Linked DNA regions of Mus musculus: all the other regions are linked to region 3. Evidence: chromatin contacts called from public promoter capture Hi-C data. All regions are on one chromosome and are shown on one strand. The core of a region is the stretch at or near the end of the contact, and the rest is flanking DNA. Distances in the headings are between cores, read along the strand shown. Region 1 holds the start of Dapk3 (death-associated protein kinase 3). Region 2 holds the start of Tbxa2r (thromboxane A2 receptor). Region 3 holds the start of Scamp4 (secretory carrier membrane protein 4). Region 4 holds the start of Dohh (deoxyhypusine hydroxylase/monooxygenase).

The links. Promoter capture Hi-C pulls out the DNA fragments that hold promoters and counts their contacts. Capture Hi-C pulls out chosen DNA fragments and counts their contacts.
Region 1: a contact with region 3 is called in a promoter capture Hi-C map of adipose tissue. The contact joins the promoter of Dapk3 here to the promoter of Scamp4 in region 3. A contact is called at or near these places in 3 of 39 promoter capture datasets (liver, neutrophils and pre-B cells), 1 of 484 Hi-C or Micro-C datasets (B cells), 3 of 115 datasets of contacts at active chromatin or transcription factors (effector CD8 T cells, embryonic stem cells and pancreatic cancer cells) and 2 of 9 other capture datasets (adipose tissue and liver).
Region 2: a promoter capture Hi-C map of liver shows a contact between it and region 3, with 2.5 times the contacts expected there. The contact joins the promoter of Tbxa2r here to the promoter of Scamp4 in region 3. A contact is called at or near these places in 5 of 39 promoter capture datasets (the C10 cell line, erythroid cells, liver and 1 more), 1 of 484 Hi-C or Micro-C datasets (CD4 T cells) and 1 of 115 datasets of contacts at active chromatin or transcription factors (effector CD8 T cells).
Region 4: a contact with region 3 is called in a promoter capture Hi-C map of adipose tissue. The contact joins the promoter of Dohh here to the promoter of Scamp4 in region 3. A contact is called at or near these places in 4 of 39 promoter capture datasets (the C10 cell line, the HPC-7 cell line, erythroid cells and 1 more) and 1 of 9 other capture datasets (adipose tissue).

The regions. Positions count from the first base shown.
Region 1 is chr10:81,181,544-81,184,486 of GRCm38.p6, reverse strand. It overlaps Dapk3 (death-associated protein kinase 3), which reads right to left and starts at 1,480. Exons shown (of 9, transcript NM_001190474.1): 1 at 1,391-1,480; 2 at 412-511. The coding sequence starts at 1,403. Eef2 (eukaryotic translation elongation factor 2) reads right to left here. Exons shown (of 14, transcript NM_007907.2): 13 at 2,862-2,943; 14 at 1,978-2,598. The coding sequence ends at 2,405.
Region 2 is chr10:81,327,272-81,329,971 of GRCm38.p6, reverse strand. It overlaps Tbxa2r (thromboxane A2 receptor), which reads right to left and starts at 1,269. Exons shown (of 3, transcript NM_001277265.1): 1 at 1,055-1,269.
Region 3 is chr10:80,601,452-80,604,155 of GRCm38.p6, reverse strand. It overlaps Scamp4 (secretory carrier membrane protein 4), which reads right to left and starts at 1,274. Exons shown (of 7, transcript NM_019575.4): 1 at 1,207-1,274. It overlaps Adat3 (adenosine deaminase, tRNA-specific 3), which reads right to left and starts at 1,276. Exons shown (of 2, transcript NM_001100606.1): 1 at 1,207-1,276.
Region 4 is chr10:81,383,060-81,385,989 of GRCm38.p6, reverse strand. It overlaps Dohh (deoxyhypusine hydroxylase/monooxygenase), which reads right to left and starts at 1,556. Exons shown (of 5, transcript NM_133964.3): 1 at 1,412-1,556; 2 at 1-271. The coding sequence starts at 216. Gm48551 (predicted gene, 48551) reads right to left here and starts at 1,556. Exons shown (of 6, transcript NR_168929.1): 1 at 1,412-1,556; 2 at 1-271.

The DNA of each region.
Region 1 (2,943 bases), core at 231-2,730, 580 kb before region 3:
GGGGACATGAGAGCCTGCCTTTAAAAAACCAAAATCAAAATCAGCCAAGGCCAGGGTGGTGGTGCAATCCTTTAGCTCCAGCACTTGGGAAGCAGAGGCAGGAGGATCTCTGTGATGAGCAAGTTCCAGACCAGCCAGGAGTACATAGTAAGACTCTGTCTCATGGGGGAAAAGAAGAAACCGAGCTGAGAACAATCCCATAGCAGACAATGCTCCGAGGCACTGTCCCCGGCTCAGGGGCAGCAGCTACAGGTCTCTGTGTCTCTCTCCACAGAGGACACGAGAGAAAAGGAACTCAGGTTCCCTGTCATCTGGGAACCTGAAGTCTGGCGTGGTACCACCAGAAAACTCTGTGGCCACTGCTTCAAGACACTGAGGAGAGGAAGGGCACCCACCTCCCACGCCACTCACCTGCCAAGCTCCTCTCCCATCTCATAATGGTCCTCAACATCCTCTTGCCTGAATGTGGACATGGCGGCTGGCCTTCTGAAGGATTCTGGGGACACAGGAGCTGGAGGGACAGAGGAAACAGGAAATGTTTATCACGGATCCGACTTCTCCCAAGAGGCTTCCCCAGCATATGTGACACACAATGCCCCTGCCCCAGATTTTCTTTGGTCATCTACAGCCTCTACCCACAATTTGGTCATGGTAGAGCAAACCTGACACCCCACACTGGGGAGCGGAGGGCTGCACGGCTACGAGTTCAAGAGCATACTCAAATACTTGGTGAGTTACAAGCCAGCCTGAGTTCCATGAGACCAGCTCAAGTGACTGGAGAGATGGCTGAGACGGTAAGAGTGGGTGCTGTACTTGCACAGTCTCCAAGTTCAGTTTCCAGTGCTCACTAGTATCTCTAACTCCCAGGCCTGATGACCTCTAACGCTCTCTTCAGGAACCTCAGGTACCTGCGGGCACTGTGACACCCCTCTCAGAAACAAGCATAGATATAACTAAAAGAAGCGGAACAACATCTCTCAAGCAGTATATATATATATATATATATATATATATATATATATATGTACAAAACTATAAAACACAATACAGTGTCAGGTGCCCTTTACCCTAGCACTCAAGAGGCTGAGGCTGGAGGATTAAACAGAGTTCCAAGTCAGCGTGGGGTTCTCTACTCGAAACACTTCCATAGCGTCCGGCTCTTGAAATTCCTACCTAGCTTCCTCACCTGTCAATCATGCCCACCAGCACCCCGGAACTCAGGGGTGTCGCCGGAAACCTGACACATGCGCAGCAGTGTTGCTATTCCTAGAGGTCCACCCCTCGAGATTGGAGAAAGCCATGCCCCTCGCGGGTTCCCTCCCCTCGCTCCCGCCCTCGTCGCGTGTCCCTTGGGTCCCAACACAACGTCCCGGACCCGGCCCATTCGTACCGTCCTCAGCCATCGAGTCCCCGCCCGGTGCCAGCGAGGCCCCCGCGAGAACCTCCGGTACAAATCCTGAGACGGCATCTACGCATGCGCTGACAGCGCAGGGGCACACCTCCGCAAAACCCGAAAACCAGCGCTCATTGGACTACGACTTTAACCGGAAATTGAATGCACACGCTCATTGGTTAGCATCTGACCTCTCAGCGGAAGCGGACGTTGACTAGTGACGTCATCACCCAAGGCTAGGCGAGAGTCCAGTGCTCATTGGCCAGCCTGACAGATTCACAGGAAGGCTCGACACCGCCCTTGTGGAGCACATCATTATTGGGCTCCTGGCTGATGATTGGCTAACGCGAGAGGCTGAAAGCCAATAACCTGGAGCCGGGTATGCGCAGACCAAACCCCTGATGTGCAGGTCTATGGAGTGATTCAAGTTTGTGGAATGGACTGAGGCAGTACTGTGAACTCACAATAAAACCCATTCTGTCGCACGGGGTGCAGTGTGTGTGTTATGTGTGAATCACCGCAGGCCACCTAAGGGTAGCCAGATACCCTGAAAACCAGGAAAGCGTGCGCTGTACAAAACAGAGTTGCGAGCACATGTGGATCAACCACTGTAGTTTATTACTCCAATGATTCATTCCCACAGCCGGGCTGCAAGTCTAAGGCAGGCTGCCTGCCTTCCTGGAGGCACTTACCCCACCTCCCCCTCTGGGGGAACTCCACTTGGCCATGGACCCCAAAAACCTCTGAATGCATTTATTTAGACTTTTGGACATCTGCGCGTTTCCCTCTGAAAATGTTAAGAGCCGTGTCCCGCCCACCCCACAGCCTGCCAGTCCAGCCTGCAGAGAGATTCCCGCTATCTTGTAATTCCGAAATAAATAGAATTGGTAGCAAGTGAGTGCTGAGTGATGTCAGGGTGGCCCCAGCAGCCTCTAGAGGAGCACTGTGGGACAGTCTCAAGGTGTCTTCTGATGGGTGGGCACTGTGCAGCATGTGGCAGTATCAGGCTGCCTACAGTTTGTCCAGGAAGTTGTCCAGCGCTGGGATGCCCTCTTTCAGGCCCTTGCGCTTGCGCGTCTCAGCTACCACTTGGCTGGGGCGGCTGCTGTTGTCAAAAGGATCCCCAGGCAGGATCTGCCAGTGGTCAAACACGCACTGGGGGAAGGCCTGGCCGCCGGTGTTGGATCGCAGATCAGCGGTGAAGCCTAGACAGAAGACAGGAGACTCAGGTGACTTCCCTGGGGGGGTGGGGTGGGGGGGGGACATGCTTAGCTGTCTTGCCACCCCTCCCAGGAGGGATTCCTGGGTCCTTTGTTTTGGTTTCTCTGTGTAGTTTGTAGCTCTGTCTTTCCTGGCACCCTTAAGCAAGCTGGCCGTGATGACAGAAATCTGCTTCTGTTCTGCACCCCGCAGCTATATTACACAGGCCTTGCAGGTTATCTGCAAACCCCAGGGACCAGACACTCACCAAAGGACTCATTGACAGGCAGGTATGCCTTGACCACAAACATGGGGGTACCAGCCACCTGGGACTCCTCAAACACATGGCC
Region 2 (2,700 bases), core at 20-2,519, 730 kb before region 3:
CACCAGGAAGCAGAAGGATTCTGGAACCCTCCCACCCTGAGTCCCTGGGATGTGGGATGGTCCTGCGTTCCTGAGCCATGTTCCCACCGTTGGGGGTGGAAGGCAGTGGTATTCTGTCTAGGATGGGGCCTCATCCTTGTATATGTGTGCCCTGGGACGCTAGAGCTCATTCCTTGAGGCCCAGGCTGGGTGGCTGAGTTCCAGCCTTGGTGGAATGTGGTGTGTGGCTGGGCTCTGCAGGCTAGGCCCCTCCTCCTTCTCCCAACTCCTCCATCTGCAACAAGCCTCCCCCACCAGGCCTCAGAGCAGCCTGGGCTCCCCACACCTCCATCACCCATAGCCACGCTACACAGCCTCAGTTTTCCCCGTGTAACGAATTTGCCTTCCCTGGTGACTTTCTGCTTATGAGCTCCTGAGGCTGAGCCTTGGCCGCAGCTGTGCCCAGTGGGCTGTTCTGCCAGCACCCCAAATACCCAGTGTGCATGCCCACAACCCCACAGACTCAGGTTCACCTTCACCGCATGCTGTTCCCCCCACTGCCTGCTTCCTGTTTGTGCCACAGTTCCAGGGTGCAGGTGTCATCCTGTGGCAGTGGGCTGGGGGAGGGGCCCCGAGGCCTGTTTTCTGGCATGTTGGATGGATGCCCCTCTCTGGGTAGGACATGTGCCATCGAGATGTGACCCAGGTTCTGAGCTGAGCCTATGTGAGTACAATCACCATGCCCAGCTCCAAGCCACACACTGTAGCTCCCAGCTCCATTCCATCCCACCCCCAACTTCATCACTGCCACAGCATCTTGGACTGGCCTCACCCAGACACAGGAAACCAGTGTACCCACGTACCACCAGGGAAACTGCACTTGCCCAGGCTAGACCACCGGAGTAAATGTCACACCACAGGATCCCCTTCAGGGAACTTTGGCACCTGGTTGCTATCATTCCCCCCTGTAGGCAGGCCACAGCAGGGTTGTTAGTGGATCTGGGTTCCCCAGGATCTATGCAGAGGCTTACCTGGGTACAGTGGTATAGTCACAGTAGGGAGGCAAGGGACTCACCTGTGCTGTTTGTACCTAGGTGTCCTCTGTGGTGTTCCAGGCCAGGCAGAGAGAGCAGGTAGGGGAGTTCCCTGGGGAAACCAAGTCACGTTGGTTGAGGGGAGGCCCCAACAGAAGCCCTGGGGCCGTGGGTACAGGGGAGCACTGGAGACCCTCAGGCGTCCAGGGCTGGAGGGATGGGACTGTGAGGCTGTTTCCCGTCCCGCCCTGTCTCCATCTGTCTTTCTGCCGACTCTCGTCAGCCCCACCCCCTGCGCTGGCGCTGGCCTCGCCTCTCAGCCGCTAGGGTGGGAACCAAGCAGGGCACAAGGGTGACAGAGTAGAGAGAGACATCAGTTGTTGAAAGGTCAGGGACCCAGAGGGAGGCCATGTGGGAAGAGCTGGGAGGCCAAATGGGGCTGGTCCTGACACAGCAGCAACTAACCTTCGCCAAGGCTGTCCAGGAGCCTTCCAGGGATATTGGGTCAGCAAGGCCAGCTCCAGCCTGACTGCAGGGACCAAGAGCTGGAGGGGAAGGAGAGGGCTGGGGTAGGGGAGGTGTAAGGTCGGAGACCAGGCTGTCCTCTAGAGATGGAGCAGTCTTGGGGAACCCTCCCCTGCAGACTCACTGCCTGAAGCCCTGACAGTTGCCCAGGATGACTGAGCCAGGCAGGGGTGTTAGTCCTGTGCCTAGTAGCTGGAGGAGGGGGGCCTGCGTGGAGGAGGTGACCTTGGGTCTCTTTGGCCCTGACAGGTCCTGGTGGGGATTGAGATGCCTGGCCTGGCTGTGACCTCAACCTCCCAGTTCCATAGTCTGCCCAGGGTCAGCCAGACTCTTGTCAGCAGCAGGAAGCCCCTTGCCTGCTGCACCACCCCCACCCTTCCTGCCTTCCCACCCATCCCAACACTAGGTCCTGACCCTGACTGGCCTCTACCCCCGTGAAGTTTGTAGTTCCTCTGATTTCCTAGCTGGGCCTGCCCTGTCTATCCATCCCATAAGCTAGGGACAGAAATGGACACAGATCATCCCACGTTTCTGATCTCAGGCTGCTGAGGCAAAACAAATGTCTTTACCTTCTCAACATTTGGCTAGGTATCAATACTGTGGGTGTAAGGGGTATGAAGATTGGGTTTTTTCGGGGGCTGGTGAGATGGCTCAGCCGGTAAAAGCACTGACTGCTCTTCTGAAGGTCCTGAGTTCAATTCCCAGCAACCACATGGTGGCTCATAACCACCCATAATGAGATCTGATGGCCTCTTCTGGTGCGTCTGAAGACAGCTACAGTGTACTTATTTATAATAATAAATAAATCTTAAAAGAAAAAAAAAAAAGCCGGGCGTGGTGGCACACACCTTTAACCCCAGCACTTGGGAGGCAGAGGCTGGTGAATTTCTGAATTCGAGGCCAGCCTGGTCTACAGAGTGAGTTCCAGGACAGCCAGGGCTACACAGAGAAACCCTGCCTAGGTGTCCTGGCAGGAATGTTTGGTGGTGAGGGTGAGGAGCTGTGGTGGGAAGAGGATCTGAGGCTGCTCTTGATGTGGATGGGTTGGGGTGGATGAAACAGAGAGGTGGTTGTATGTTCTTCCTCTGTCCCTTGACCTGAGATAAGGATATGTTTGGTCTGGAGAATCAGGTAATGGCTGAAGGACACTCATCTTTGTTGT
Region 3 (2,704 bases), core at 25-2,524:
ACTGTCTCCAGGGCAGAAGACACAGCTTTGTTTGTCCCCTCAAGACTAGACAACAAGGGACACAGAAAGATGGATGCCTTGGGGACAGATGACAGCCTGGGCTTATGGGCCTCTGGAGAGGAGTTTAATAGCTATAGGATGGTAGCCAATGCTTGGCCAAAGGGGCCCTTCATGTTCATTGCAATTGTGGCCTGTTATTCCCTTGTTTTAGGTGACAGGTGCCCACTGTACACCAGCATGGGAACAGGTTTGAAAGGGGCTCCTTGTACCACAGACAAGGACCTGCGGTCCAGCAGACACTTCCCACCTCTGAGGAACCACACGCCCTCTGCATTCAACAACTGCAGGCAAACAATGGGCCTTGGGTCCTGGGTATAGGGTCCAAAAGAATGGGACCGTGGCTGGACAGACTACAAGGATCAGGTCTGGAAGCTCAGGCCTGAAATACAAGTCACTCAATAAGCCACTAGATGGGAGTTCGGGGCCAGCTTCAGCGGTACAGGAAACTTCCAAAATAAAAAAAATGAAGTGGGCTCGGGGTAGAGCTCAGCAGTGCTGAGCCTACCTATGTCCACCAGTGAGGGACTGAAGCTTAGGTTAGGGCCCCTTGTGAGGGGATGGGGTGTGGCGCAGGGGTAGAGTCCCTGCCTGGAATCATCCATTTAAGGGCTGGGTACAAAGATTAGCGAAAGCTCCTGGAATCCACTTCTGAAGGGAGGGGAAGGGGATCAGTAGTCCAGTGCCAGTCTAATATAACCAAAGTCCAGGATTCGATCCCTGGTACCACCAAGATACCCCAAGAAACCCCATAGGGTACAAGAGCTTAAAGGGAAACTGCACACCTGCTGTAAGGATGGTGGATAAGATAACCCTGAGGCAGGGGACTGTGATGACCCGGAACATACAACCGGAAGCAGCTGGAAATCACAGGGTTTCCGGAATCAGAAGTAGGGTACACGCGTGCGCCGCAAACCAACGGCATAGGGCGCGGTGGGCGAAAAGCCCTGTGCACACGCGTACTAGCGTTGACTACTCGCGCACGCGTACTCCCACCGCCTCCCGGGACGCGCACAACCCTCTCAGGCTACGCGGTCTGTCCCGATAAGGCCTTCTTTCCCTGTCCACCGCCCTTGCCTTGTCACCATCTCCGGTGCCCCATGGCGGATTCGGAACGGCGAAAGCCGAACCCCTACGGCGGCTGCTCACCTGAGGGACACCCGAGCGAACGCCACGCTTATCCAAGTCCTAGCAACCGGGCCGCCACGCCTGCCACCGCGGGGCACCACGGGAGCGTAGTTCCATGGGCGGGGCCTGCGCGATGCGACTACATTTCCCTTAAGGCCGTGCGCGTGGCTGCTTCACAAGGCCTTGCTGAGTCTAGGGGGTTTTCTTATGTGTGCTGCAGCGAGTAGAATACTGTGGTTTGAGATCCTGGGATGGCACTGAACTCGGCCCCTTTGTGACACTTTGAGACATCAGCAGAGAGAAGACTTGAGGCAGAAGGAGACTCTATGGCCATTAGTCACTCAAAGAGCATCTGCCATCATACTTCTGTAAAGTCCCATGTTGCTGGTGAACAATCACTTTTACTGCTTGGAAAGTGACTGTAGTCTGAAGTTTTAGGTCCACTCAGGCCCTCATTCTCCTCATCTGTACATGGGTGAAACAGATATGTGAACTTCTGAATAAGTCTGGGGCTGGGGCTGTTCATGGAGTGTTTTCCTAGCACCCAGGAGAACCTGGATTCCATACATAGCATTCCTCATGGCACAAGCTGGTCATGCCTGCACTCTGGGGGTGGATACAAGAGAACAAAAGTTCAAGATGGTTGGGGCGAGGGCCTTTAACCCCAGCACTTGGGAGGCAGAGGCAGGCAAATCACTGGGAGTTCCAGGACAGATCCTGTCTTTAAAAAACAAAAACAAAAGATGAAGAAAATAAATGAACAAGTAATAGAGGCAGGAGAGATGACCTAACATTAATACCTTTTAGTTAATTATTGTTTTAGATAAAGAGTTTCACAGTGTAGCTTTATCTGCCCAACATGTCATTCCCAGGCCAGAGTCCCTGAGTCTCTCCCAGGGTCCTTCTTCCTCTGTGGCTTAGGACATAAACAGCAGATTGCCTGGCTGAGCCCTGACCAGCAGGAAGGTAGAAAGTGGCACCAGAGAGCCTGGGGTTGGCTCCAGGATCAACCTGTTTGCAATCTTCTAGGCCTGTCTGCCAAACACAATCTTTCTGGAATAAGGAATGCCTTGTGACCAGCTTATCAGAGCAGAGTAGGTCCCATGAGTTTGGTGTATGGCTGCTTGCAAGACAGATAAGTGGGAGATTAGTGTGGATATGACCAGCATTACAAAGCTAGAACCCAAGCCGGGTGGTGGTGGTCCACGCCTTTAATCCCAGCACTTGGAAGGCAGAGGCAGGCAGATTTCTGAGTTCGAGGCCAGCCTGGTCTATAGAGTGAGTTCCAGGACAGCCAGGGCTATACAGAGAAACCCTGTCTCGAAAAACAAACAAAAAAACGAAGCTAGAACCCTTAGGTACAGTGTCTGGCTTCTAGGAAGCCATGTGAACCAAGGGTCTTGGGAAGAAAACCAAGTTTTGGGTCATCACACCAAAACAGGGCCACCAGGAAACCCATGTTGTTTCTTTAATATTTTTTGACTAAGCCCAGGTCCATAGAAATGCTAGGCCAGGAGCT
Region 4 (2,930 bases), core at 307-2,806, 780 kb before region 3:
AGGGATGGCCCGTGCGTCCCTCATCTGGCCCAGGCAGTAGGCCAGCTCGTGCTTCAGAAGAGCAGAGCTGTCCTCAAAGCCCCGGCTGATCCACGAGATAGCATCAGGGCCACCAAGCCCCCGAAGTGTAAACAGGGCCCGGAAGCGGGCCTGCAGGGGCTGCTTGGGGTCCACCAAGGTCTTCCCTATGGCCTCTATCTCTTGCTCCGTTACCATGGCAACGGCCTCCCCAGCACGTGATCTGCAAGGCCGGATTCTAGGCAGTAGAAACCTACGGTAGAAAAAGGAGAAGGGGAAATCTCAAGCTAGGGCACACACCTGCATATCTGCCATTCCAGCCCCGGGATGCTGAGGCAGGAGGACCCCTGAGCTCCAGGCCACAGAACTTTCTCCACATCCATCCAAGTGCTGGGATTAAAGGCATGCGCCACCACCACCTGGCCAGACTTTTTCAGGATAGCTTAGATGAGGGATCTAGAAACTGTCAGTTGCAAAATGGATCTCACCCCTGCCTCCCACACCACCTTACTGGAGGTTCTCATGTAGCCCTGTGGGATACACTTTATCCGTCCCCTCCTCCCTCCGGACTTCTCCCTGCTCCTGCCTTTGCACAACTTGTACCCTCTGCATGGCCCCATAGATGCAGGACAACACTCCCACACAGGTGTTTTCTTTCACGGATGAATTAACACGGAAACAGACATCGTCCAGTATAAGAGGACCGGCCCCTGTCAGCCATTAGACATACAGCAGATGCATACATAACAAACTGGACTAGCAGGCTGTGGCAAGCTGGAAGGCCTTCTGGGCTCTGATGTCACCCAGCGTCCCCGAGTTTAATGAGGCAGGTATGGCTGCCTCACCAGTGATGCCCATCAGCCTACAGTCACACCTTGAAAATGGAATTCATCAACACACATGAAGCAGGTCTACGGGAGCTGGCAGCAGCTGTGTGGCAGTGAGACCCACATCCCGATTTACCCCGAGCAACAACAGGGGAGACCAAGGATCTCGTGGGTCCAAGAGTGCCCATTCGAGGTATGGGGCCTCCCGCTTAATTCAAAAAGGCTCCAGGCTGGGCAGAGGCTGAAGCAGGAAGATAACCGGTCCCAGGAGATCCTGTTTCCAAATACTTAAGCTGAGAGGTCAAGCGCGGGCCGGCCTGCACGTGAGCCCCGCATAGGCGGCCAACCTGTCAGCTAAGCACGGGGTAGGAGGAGGCCATTCGTAGCCACACAGTGGGTTGGAGGCTAGCCTGGGCTACATGATATCCTGTGTGACGTCAAATACTGAAGGAAAAGGGTCCAATTCCCCGTAGGACCCCCTCAAGGGAAATCCCAGCGCTCCCGGGAGCAGCGAGTACCTCAAAGCGGAAGTCCCCCGAAGGGGGGGCACTTCTGGCACTGCTCACCGTGTTTTCGTCTACAGGGACTCGTCAATAAGCTCCGTATACTCGGGACAGATGGAGAGAGTCGCTGCGACAGCTCCAAGAACAGGTCCGCGGACGCATCTCGCGCGACGTCCTCTGGACGCCGCCATCTTGATGGCCACGTGACCATGCTGGGCGGAACCATCGTCGCGACTAGGGGTGACCACACCCGGAACGATGCGGCAGCGACGCCCCAGGACTGTCCTAAGAGCCGGAGAAGCAACTTCCGGTCTTCCTCCGGAAGAAGAGTTTCCGACCGTCTCTCCCATAGAGAAAAGAAAATGGTTTGATCCCATTCACAGCACAACCGGGCCGGCCGTGCATAGCGCATGCGCAGTGTATAGTGGGCGTGGCTATGTTCTACAGGGCGCGGCCAATGGTCTCTGGGACCAAAACAGAGGAAAAGAAATGGGAGATAAAATAGGCGTTACGAGCAATCTCAGCAGTGAGGGCACTTGCAGTCAATTTGAGAATGAGTTCGATTCTGGGGATCAACAGGATATACGGCAGTGACATGACCATAAAGTCGAAGTTTAAATTTTTAAATATGCCGGGCGTTGGTGGCGCACGCCTTTAATCCCAGCACTCAGGAGGCAGAGGCAGGTGGATTTCTGAGTTCGAGGCCAGCCTGGTCTACAGAGTGAGTTCCAGGACAGCCAGGGCTACACAGAGAAACCCTGTCTCGGGGAGAAAAAAAAAAAAAAAGCCGGGCGTGGTGGCGCACACCTTTAATCCCAGCACTCGGGAGGCAGAGGCAGGCGGATTTTTGAGTTCAAGGCCAGCCTGGTCTACAAAGTGAGCTCCAGGACAGCCAGGACTATACAGAGAAACCCTGTCTCGAAAAAACAAAACAAATGTATATATGTGTGTGTGTGTAAATGTCATGAAGTTCATTACTTTTTTGGTTTAAAGATTTATTTATTTATTTTTAAAGATGTACTTATAATATATAAGTACACCGGTTGTGAGTCACCATGTGGTTGCTGGGAATTGAACTCAGAACCTCTGGAAGAGCAGTCGGTACTCTTAACCACTGATCTCTCCAGCCTCCTCATTACTTTTTTTTTTTTTTTTTTTTTTGAGACAGGGTTTCTCTGTATAGCCCTGGCTGTCCTGCAACTCACTTTGTAGACCAGGCTGGCCTCAAACTCAGAAATCCGCCTGCCTCTGCCTCTCGAGTGCTGGGATTAAAGGCCTGTGCCACCACGCCTGGCTTCCTCATTACTTTTTTAATGATTTATGTACATTGGTGTTTTGCCTGGATGTGTGTCTATGTTAGGGCGACAGATCCTCTGGAACTGGAGTCAGAGTTGTGAGTCACCATGTGGGTGCTGAGAACTGAACCTGGGTCCTCCGGAAGAGCAGTCAGTACACTCAACCACCAAGCATGTCTCCAGCCTCCATGAAGTCCGTTATTACATAATTATGTAAATTTAATTTATGGTAATAACAATTTTTAAAGTAAAAATAAAATTAAGACAAAAATACACTATTTTTCAGA